Regions from separate parts of the Salmo salar genome. Here region 2 is linked to region 1. Evidence: chromatin contacts called from public Hi-C data. All regions are on one chromosome and are shown on one strand. The core of a region is the stretch at or near the end of the contact, and the rest is flanking DNA. Distances in the headings are between cores, read along the strand shown.

Region 1 (5,280 bases), core at 2,068-4,567:
TCGCCTGAAGTATCTTACATCAAAGACAGAGATGAAGCCTTTGATTTGTACAGATGTACTCACAGCAATTACCACTAAAGAACAAAAGGCCAATTGCACACAAGGTCCAACCGATATTTGAGTTCCGCTTTTAACCCAACCCCTCCAAAAGACACACATACAGGGTTGTTGGAGAGGTGTGGGGGGCTGCCACACTGAGCAACCAGGGAGCTGTTGATGTGGGGGGGTTAAGGGTTTTGCTTATGGGCACAACAGAAGGAATCTAGGATTTGATACCAGAAACCCTCTAGTAGCCAGCTCATTTCCCGCCCGATTTTTCCCTGTCGGTCCCAGGATTTGAACTGGCAACCCTTCAGTTGCTGGCTCACCTCTCTAACCACTAGGCTACCTGCCCGTCCCCCAGGGAGCTGCTACACAGCAGTGAGAGAAAAGAAGTTGAATCATTGGTCATCCAAGCCGTTTTAAAATGTTGCCCTTTGAAAATGATGAGTTATTCTGTGACACTACTCTGACTCCTCTCTCCTTCTCCAAATTTCTGACACGGAGGCAGAGTTTGGAGGGATTTGAGCAAAGTTTAGATATCCCAGTAGATATTTATCCTAGCTCACAGGGATGATCTGTGGCGATGGCACCACAATCAGCAATGTAGGAATATTTTAAAAGACATTCAAATGTTTGTATTATGTTTAATTACTTCATAAATCATGCTAACCAAAGATATACACAGACTCAACTTAGATGCAGAGGGAATCTTTTAATTTGTTTACACAACATGCAAACGATTATCCAGTCTCCAGAACATTTTAAAAGATACATACTGTGCTTTATATTGCATCAGAGTATAAATGCCCCAATATTTATCATGAAAATAATATGCACTTCAATAATACAGACATAAAGACAGAGATGAACAATGTCAAAATATAACACAAATATAACGATCTGTGAATAGTCACAAAGCAAAAAACTACTCCAAACTAGGCCAAGGCATCTTTCTTGTTCAGTGACACACACATGAAATGTTGCACAATAACTATGGACCCTGACATGGCATTAAATGGCTTCAGTCAGTTAAATAATTTGAAAATGAAATACTTTTGCATTTCGTCTGACCAACATAGCTCAGTAACAAAGATCAAGGATACCCCATGGTTTTCAAGGACAGTAAGGAGTTTCTGATGAGGTACAGATAATTCAGCATGCTTAGGCTGTGGTCAAGAGCTCTTCAGGGCCTGTCCAGCAGGCAGGAAGCTCTTCAAACACCCTGTTCACCAAGAGACATCACATAAGACTGCTAGTCTGTCAGCCACAATTCAAATCTTTAGACAATAATGTAATTTTAAAATTCAAAGCGATCTCAAAAGGCAGTAACATTTCTGACATCGCTAAAAGAATAGAGGAATGTTTTTATAATTCTTCAAAATATGGATTTGTTTCATGTACTCTAACTTAAAATAAAATTCAGATCATCCATGCTAAAATAGTTGCCATATTTCATCTGAGTAGATGGCATGCCAGTAGTGTAACAAATCTCCTGATTAACTAACAGTAATATAGTCCCTTATGTATCCTCCATGATACAAACAACCCTCTTGATTTTCCATTTGATGTCAACATTTCCTTGTCGTCAAAGATCAGTCTAAATGGTCAAATATGAGTCGAAATATCAGTCGAAATATCCATGAAACCATTGGTTTCTGATTCAGTCGGTGTACATTCGTGCAGACATAAAATTGCCTGTATTTGTGATTGATTTTTAGCCTGTCTATTGCGTTTCTCCTCTCCTTCCCTCCCTTTCTCATTCTTCCCTCCCTCCCCCTTCTCCCTCAGCTATCGACATAGCCACTCCCCTTGTTCTTATTGCGGCTGAGGGGGAAGGATGATTTGCTCTGGGGCTGGGTCATCTTGCTGGCCAGGTGGACAAAAGGTTCGATGAGGGTCTTCCGGTCTGCCACAGACACCTCCCACAGACGCACCTTTTCTGTCTTGGCCCAGTGCTGGGCCACTTCCGAGTCCACTCTCCTCTGCTCCTGCATGTCCAGCTTGTTGCCCAGCACCACTATGTTCACCTGTGGACAGATCATCTCATCCATTTAGCACAGCCTCACATCACCTGGATATCAGCAAGTGGAGTGTGGTGTGTAGATAAGAACTTTAGGACAAGACACACCATAACGAATGTCGCCACGCGTAGTACATAACCTGCTGGCTGTTGACGTGCGGTGGTGATTCAACACGTAGAACCATCAGGAAATTAACAAAAAATAAAGGTGGCTGACGGTCTGCAGTCTGCCGTTCATCAGGACGGCCGTTCATCAGCAGGATCCGTTTTGTCCTGAAGTCTGCGCTGTTATTTAACTAGCCTACACGACTCTGTGCTTCACAACTACCATTGAAATTGATGAAAGTCCTTACCTCTTTCTTATCACGGTAGCGGTCAATGTCTTTCTTGAGGGCCTCCATGCGTTTGAAGGACTCCTTACTGTCGATACTGTAGACCAGGACAAAACCGTCTGCAAAGGAGAAGTAGTGGCGAGGGAACTCCAGACCATCACGAAGACCCCGGGTGTCGTAGAAGCGCACTTGCTCTCGAGTGCCACGGTCCGTTTCTATGGAGCCAATATAGATATCCTCCAGGGTCTCCATGGGCTCTGAGCCTAGGGGGGAAAATGAGGAGAGCACTTTGGGATATCAAATGGGACCAGCGGATCTGTGTAGACAAAACATCAACGTTGTCCTTGATCTAGCTAGGTCTTACAAATTAATTACTTACCCGCAATATGATTGGCATACAGCAGTTGCTCCAGGACAGCAGTCTTGCCAACGGCAGCCAGACCACACACCACCACTTTACAACTCTTGCCCATGATGATGATCCGTCTCTTGGCAACTCTGTAATTGAATAACAAGTCAGATGACAGATGTCTCTGCAGCTAGCAAAACACACACACACACACACACACACACACACACACACACACACACACACACACACACACACACACACACACACACACACACACACACACACACGTTTTTCTTACAAGTCATAGAGGTAGGACGCTTTCCCTCACGTAGCAGACCATGATACCGTAGCTAGCTAGCTAACGTTTGTTAGCTAGCTACATGCTAACGTTTAGCATGCATTTAGTTAGCTAACTATTCTATTTAACTGATATTGTCCGTTGTTATGTTCGTCCAGATAACAACTCAATGCAACATTTAATTTCCTTGCAATCTTTTTACCTTTAAAATGTAAATACAGCGCTCCCGTAAATTCCAGACACCACTACCCCAAAATACTTCCTGTTTACAATGCTTACGTAACGTCTTCCTCACTACTTTTAGTAACTGAGACCTCTAGCGTACGATGGTGGTAAAGACTTGTTTGAGCCACAGCCGCAGAGGATGGAAGACGTTAACATTTTCTATTTTAATAGAGCGAGCTAGTTCAATGTTACTCTATTTTTACTGACAAAATAGCCTGTCATGCATTGTTTTACCCTGGCTGGGGGTCTGTTTCTGCTTTCTTGCCAATGCCAACTCCTGGTGGGACAAAAACTATTGGGGGAAAACCCCTTTTAAAGTGAGACTTTACGGCCGATCTGCCAATTTCTGTCTAGCTTCCGAAGAGTTTGGGCTACACACTGTTATGAGAAAGGTGAGTCTCTCACGAACTCATACGTTTCTGTTGTTTTGATTTAGGACGTAAGCCTCACAACACTCGTCTGAAGGTTGCCCGGTACCAGTTTAAACAATTAATGTCAGTATATATGGAAGTAGTTTAGTGCCTAAAAAAAGTGGTTAAATATGTGTGTAATTTTTTTTATAAAAAGTTGCCTGATCTTTCTTATATCTTAAGGGTAGACAATTAAAAACAAACTTAATTTTGGCCTATGTTTTTCCATGTATAAATCTGTTATCCAATGTGTTTCTATGGGCTAATAGCAGTAAGGCCAAATTCGAGGTGTTATCAATTGATATTTTTTATACCTAAATTGGTCCTAAAATTCAAAATCAATATCTAAATGATCCTTGGTATGACCATCTTAAAACAATTAAATATGTTAGCTTAGAAGATGCTGAATGACCAAAAAGGTTTTGGGACTGCCAGGTTTCAGTTAAAAATACAGGACTAACTTTCAGTGATCGTCTTGTCTAGTTGTCAATCAACTTTCTCCCTCTCTCTCTCTCTCTCTCTCTCTCTCTCTCTCTCTCTCTCTCTCTCTCTCTCTCTCAGTCCCAGCAAAATGGCGACGGTTGATGACTGCGATGTGACCATGGATCCTGAAATGGAAATACTCAGCGACGAGGAATTGGAGAGGTACGTTGCGGAAAATGTACAACAAATGTTACACATTAGATTTGAGTGTTCTCGTGCCATTGTCATGTTATTATAATCTTGGTCTGGCTAGTATTGGTTGGCCTTTGCTTTGTGTCACACGGGAATTAGGCCTTGCTAACCGGTTAGCCATTTCTTTTTTTGAAAAATCCATACCAACAAAGATAAAGTTGACTTTATCTGTTGTGTTAATGTTACCTAACCAACAAAGTTAGTCACAGTTTTTGACAAAGTTTGCATCGTCGTGTGTTGTTATGGCTAGCTAACGTTAGCTTGCTATTGTACTAGCTAGTTGGCTAACTAACGTTAGCTAAGTAGCCGTTAGCTATGACGGTCGCAAAGCCTATGGTTAATGTTTTTGTTCTATATATTTTTTAACCAAATGTGTTAAGCTAATTAGTTACTTAGCTAGCTAACATAACTGTTAGTATTGCTATGTACCCACGCACGACCCAGAAAAGTCCCCAAAATATTGCCCCACTCTGCCCACTGATTGTCCTCGCTGAGTGACGTTCTTCCAGAACATTCTCAGGTTTTGATGACCTGAACGTGACAGCTATAAATTAGGCTTTGCGTGAGGTAACTTACTATTGACTGACATGGTCTTCTTGGTATGCCTGAAGGGTGATCAATTTTTGTTTTACTGTGATGTTATCCGAGGTTGTCAACTAGGCCTAGCCAGATCCATATATTAATGACGCTGGGCCTAGCTAATATATTCCCACCACTAGTAATTATGTCTCAACTTTCCTCTTGGCAACAGTGGGGGCCACAAGTTCAACAACCAACCAATGTGTTATGATCAGGTGATATAGGGGTAACTGTCCTGTTTCCTCAAGAACATTACAAGGGAAAGGCATTGTCTTGGAAAATTGCCTTTATTTTCAGTTTCGATTCATTGTCAGCTTTCTTGCTCTAATTGTGATCTGAACTGAAGC
Region 2 (5,280 bases), core at 1,084-3,583, 260 kb before region 1:
CCATCAATCCCTCCCTCTCTCACTCTCTGTTTGTTTGTCTCCCTCTATCCCTGTCTCACTACCCTCTGTAGTATAGAATCTCTCTGTGTGTTGCTGTCTCATTCTGGTTTCATTCTTGCTCCAAGTGACTCATAGAAGGAGCTGTAACGTATTCCTGTACCAAAACGACTGGTCCCACAGCAGATCATGTCAAACTTTCCACATAGGTTACGTTCATTTTATAGGATGTCATTTTCATGGAATTGTTCCTCAATCGGATAAAATAATGCCCGCTTAGACATTCACGCTCACAGCTCCTCCAGATGGGAGTTGTATTTTTGGTACTGACATGGAAACGTGAGTAGGCTGGACTTGGGGACCTATGCCGTTGTTGCCTTCCTGTACTGACATACACTTGAAAAGAGGCCAGTAGACTTGGAGGGTAGAAATACAATGTGCCCTTGAGTTAGAAGACGAGACCTGTTCAGACTCGCATTGTCGAAGTCAGGTTGCAGTCACAGATAATGTCCGCGTTCCAGGCTGACTACATTGCAGACGCCTGCCACACCTCACAAGGCCTGGATAGGTATTTAGCAATAATTTAACCACATCATGTAACGGGACACGCTAACCATTGGTTGATACAATGCAACAACTGAAATGTAGTCAGCCTGAAGCGTGACCATAGATATCCCTGTCTGACATTGCATTATGTTGGATTTGGCATCACGTGATTGGTCAGTAGAAAAACGTGCAACTTTCCAATCCAATCCTAATGTTAGTGTAGTTGTCAATACTGTTCTTTTCCCATTCTCTTCTGGGCCAGTATGGCCATGTCACTGATCTCAAACATGGTTGTTTTTCTTGGGGAAACATCAGAGATGGCGTAGTAGTGTGTCATTGTTGTTTTAATGGTGTTGTCTGATCTGAGGGTCGTCTCTGGAATCCCAGACCAAGGGCAACAGCAGGAGCATTGTTAATGTGGGAGCCAAACCCGTCTGCCTAGGGAGACTACTCTGAGGGTTACTGGCCACCCTTTTGTTTCGGTTTCTGTTTGACCTAGAAATAACCTGTTTCTGATGGAAGCACAGGATCCAACCACACTGTTAAACATGACCGTTCGATTTGTCAGTATTTCTCTGAAAGGCCATAGAGCCCTGCCAATACAGTATGTAGGTGTTGCACAGCACTTACCCTCCCTGCTGGTTCTGTCTCTTCTACGGTGGATATGTATTGTGTTAATATGATAATGGCTGACAAACACACACAAAACAAGTGTCTGGTTTGGTGTTCACTCCATACTCACAAGCAGTATTGCATGGTGGAGAACTATAATCTGTTCTGTTTTTACTGAGATGGCCACGGCTATTCACACAAACCCACTTCTTGGTCATGGTCGGTGTCTGATTGTCTGCCTCTTGAGATGCCTTTGGTTCTCTGCTATTTTGTAAAACGTTTTGGGGGAAATGACTGGTCTGTGCTGGGTGGTTGAGTATTCACTGAACTGTTGTGTGTGTTTGTATTTGAATCATGACTAGCTTTGAGCAACTAAAGTGATGTCAATGTTTCGTTATTCAGGGTTGTCAGTTATGTATCTCTCAATCTACCTATGTATGCTGCATTAAGATTCTGAAAATACTGTGTGAGTGAAATGTTAAAATATTAAGACTGCTACATTTTCTTTTAGTTATATGGTTTGAAGAGCTCTTTACTGTAATACTCTTCATGAAAATAAAGTTTTTATAGTAAAATATTTCTGTGCTTATTATTGTCTTATAAGATGGCAACTAGTTACAGTGTACACATGTTTTTTTATGTTCCAGTAACCATGCAGTGTTGTTAAGTAGGTGTGACCATAAGGTTTATTCGGGCTGTTTAAATGCCATTCAGATATGCAGTACTAGTGTTTCTCATGGTGTCTTGCAGTTTTGTTTTCCTGATGTCACAACTGGTAAGAATGGGGCCCATTAAGGGCTCTGGGTGCTTTGTCAGGCTGACAGAAATCTGCAACAGCTTTCTCCTGGACTGCAGATAGTTACAGACATACCAGTCCCTCTCAGTACAATACCACTAGATTAACACATCTGCAGTTTGGTAGATTTCGTAACTGATACGGCTCCTTACGTGTATTAATATCCCTACAACTCTTCTAATCTTCCTATAATTCACATCCTTGTGTCACTTCTTTTACTTAGACATACTTTGTTGGCCCTCAAGAACTCCCTTGAATAGGACCCCTTCTTCACCTAAGACTGAAGTGCTTTTGGTTTCGTTTTTCTGTTTGGGTGTCAGCTGGGTGGATCTTTATTCAGTGAAAACCTCTCTGTAATCAGAACCTGGTCACAACGGACCATGGACATTGTCTGCTGCTGATCCAAAACATAGAGCTGCTTCAGAAACACTTGGTGAGCTGAGTATGAATATGGCTTGACTTCATCTATAGCTGACTGCCACAAATGTAGTAGTAGTAGTACGTTGTAGTACTGTAGGGACATTTGCAGTGTGTATTGCATTTCAGTTTAAAAATAGCCTTGTGGTGCACTGCCTTTAGTCTAATGTTGTTTTTATTTCTAAGGACAAGGAGTTCTGTGTGGACCAATAGACCGGTAGGATAGACCGGTAGGATGGCAGACTTTGGGCTGTATAAGTACCAGGAGGAGGTGGTTCAGAGGGCTCTCCGGGGGGAGAACGTCATCATCTGGCTGCCCACCGGAGGAGGGAAGACACGGGCTGCTGTGTATGTGGCCAAAAAACATCTGGAGAATAACCCTGGAGCTAAGGTGGCTGTGCTGGTCAACAAGGTAGGTAGGGAGGGGTTACTAGAGCTTTGGGCCTATTTAGCAGATGTTTCAGAGTAACTGGCCAGGTAACTGACCCATCTGTGTAATTGTATCTAGGTAGTCTGACCTTTTAGTATAGGTGTGTTGTTAATTCTATACAAAATCAGAAAATAAAAGTTCCACTATTCCCGGGGAAACCATGGCGACCTGTTGTTGGCATTATGTTTTCCAGGTTCATTTGGTTGATCAACTCTACATCAATGAGTTCAAACCCTTCCTGGGTTTGGACTATAGCCTGGTGTCTATCAGTGGGGACTGTGACCAGAAGGACTTCTTTGGCTGCAATGTCAAGAACTCTGACCTGGTCATCTGTACAGCACAGATACTGGAGAATGCCCTGACCAACCAGGAGGAGGGAAAACATGTCGAGCTCTCACGTGAGTGGCTACCCTGCTGCCTTCCACATATTGAATCATGGTGTTGTTGCGAGGTGTGTGTAGTACACACTACTTGTTACTGATTTATTTAGAAGTTAGGCTGTTGTAAGATGGCTCCCAGGCTTTGTTCCACTGTGCACCAGTAGCACTTGGTATCAATCCCAATTGACAGACACGTCATTATAAAGAGTATCTACACCTGACACAGTAAAGCCCTGGAACCTAAGCTAACACACTTAAAAGACTGGTCCATATCGTAGGTTTAAACCATATGTTGAACTAGTATACAGTAAAACCATTGGATTCCATTGAGTTCACAATACCATTGTGTTTCTTTCTCCCAACCATAGAGTTCACTCTGCTGATCATTGATGAGTGCCACCACACTCATAAGGAGGGTGTCTACAATAAGATCATGGGGCGCTACGTGGCACAGAAGCTGAAGGGGGAGAGGCGGCTGCCGCAGATTCTGGGCCTCACTGCCTCTCCTGGGACAGGAGGAGCCAAGAGCATCAAAGGAGCTGTGGAGCATGTGCTGCAGGTCAGTTTCTCTCTCTCCGGTGGTCTTTACATGCTATTTATTCAGCCCCAACTTTCATCCTGAGTAAAAAAAAGGAATAATGTCCCTCTAACCCTTTACATTTACACTTTACATTTAGCTCATTTCATTATTTATGGCCTTCAGATTTGTGCCAACCTGGACTCAGTGATTGTGTCGTCTAAAGTGTACGCCCCTGAGCTGCAGAAAAAGGTCCCCAGACCCAGGAAAAGGTTTGACATCGTTGACAAAAGACCTCAGGTGAGTTCAATTCTGTTCTGTAAACATAAAGCCTTTGAACTTGAGAGCTGTATTGGTTTGAATTCAACAAACTCCTGTTGTTTTGTCTCAGGACCCATTTGGGGATCACCTGAAGTTCATGATGCAGTTTATCCATGACTTCATGGCCTTAGGGCCTGACTTTCCGTTCAGGGAGTTTGGCACGCAGGAGTACGAGGCAGACGTGGTGATTCTGGAGAAGAAGGGTAAATCATCCTCTTAATATGAATTAATACCACATCATAGAACCTAAGCATAGGAACTATTTTCATGCACCAAATCACACAAGGAACCTTCCTCAGTCAATACCAGAGTTTTGAATACTGCATTAAAACCTATTTTGGATGTGTGTTTCCTGGTGTAGGTGTGACAGACAGGAACAGACTGCTGGCCCAGTGTGCTCTCCACCTGCGTCAGTACAACGACGCCCTGCTCATCAACGACACTGTGCGCATGGTGGATGCCTTTAGGGTCCTTGAGTCCTACTATAGTACCAAGAGCTCCACCGCCATGGATGGAACCGACTTCTTCCTGCTTGGACTCTACCAGGGTGAGAACCTGCAATTCTCTTGTAACAATCTCTCTGACTTTCTCACAAACTGTATGTGTGTGATTCTCTGGAATATTAAGGGTATAGGAAGTTCAACTTCTGAATGTTGATAGTCAGTGTTCTGTTCCTCAACAGAAAACGAGGTGGAGCTGAGGAAACTGTCAGGTGATGCCCGGTTTGAAAACCCTAAAATGGGGAAGCTTCAGAACACCCTGCTGGAGCAGTTTGACCAGGGTAAGCCCTCCAGAGGGATCCTGTTCTCCAAGACCCGTAAAAGCACCCACTGCTTGTATGACTGGGTGTCCAACAACCCAGCACTGCAGCGTGCTGGTATCAGAGCAGCCATTCTGACTGGCGCTGGCAATGGCATCAATTACATGACCCAGGTAACTTGACATTAAACTTGTGGAGGTATAGAAAGGTGGGTTGGAAAGTGCCAAGACCTGTGTTATACCAACAACTGACCTCTGTTTGTGTGTTTCTGTGGGTGCGCTTGTAGAATGAGCAGAAGGAAACAATCAGAACATTCCGCCGGGGCTCTCTCAACCTCCTGATCTCCACCAGCGTAGCCGAGGAGGGCCTGGACATCCCAGAATGCAACCTGGTGGTGCGCTATGGGCTGCTGACCAATGAGATCGCACAACAGCAGGCCAGTGGCCGGGCTCGGGCGAGTGACAGCGTTTACTCTGTGGTGGCCCAGGCGGGGGGGGCGGGAGG

The links. A called contact is a pair of places that touch in the nucleus more often than the background predicts.
Region 2: a contact with region 1 is called in a Hi-C map of gill, with 4 times the contacts expected there. The contact joins the promoter of dhx58 here to the promoter of kbrs2 in region 1. A contact is called at or near these places in 2 of 3 Hi-C or Micro-C datasets (gill and muscle).

What each region holds. Positions count from the first base shown.
Region 1 is chrssa03:60,436,344-60,441,623 of Ssal_v3.1, reverse strand. kbrs2 (NF-kappa-B inhibitor-interacting Ras-like protein 2) reads right to left here and starts at 3,317. Exons shown (of 5, transcript NM_001140669.1): 1 at 3,247-3,317; 2 at 2,774-2,892; 3 at 2,414-2,657; 4 at 1,851-1,998; 5 at 737-1,264. The coding sequence starts at 2,867. The coding sequence ends at 1,256. It overlaps dnjc7 (DnaJ homolog subfamily C member 7), which reads left to right and starts at 4,245. Exons shown (of 14, transcript NM_001139956.1): 1 at 4,245-4,324. The coding sequence starts at 4,251.
Region 2 is chrssa03:60,697,400-60,702,679 of Ssal_v3.1, reverse strand. It overlaps dhx58 (DEXH (Asp-Glu-X-His) box polypeptide 58), which reads left to right and starts at 2,333. Exons shown (of 13, transcript NM_001140177.1): 1 at 2,333-2,384; 2 at 2,555-2,780; 3 at 2,992-3,196; 4 at 3,547-3,737; 5 at 3,882-3,995; 6 at 4,087-4,219; 7 at 4,378-4,563; 8 at 4,699-4,949; 9 at 5,063-5,272; 10 at 5,274-5,280. The coding sequence starts at 2,604. It overlaps LOC106600977 (histone acetyltransferase KAT2A), which reads left to right. Exons shown (of 20, transcript XM_045715015.1): 20 at 1-1,732.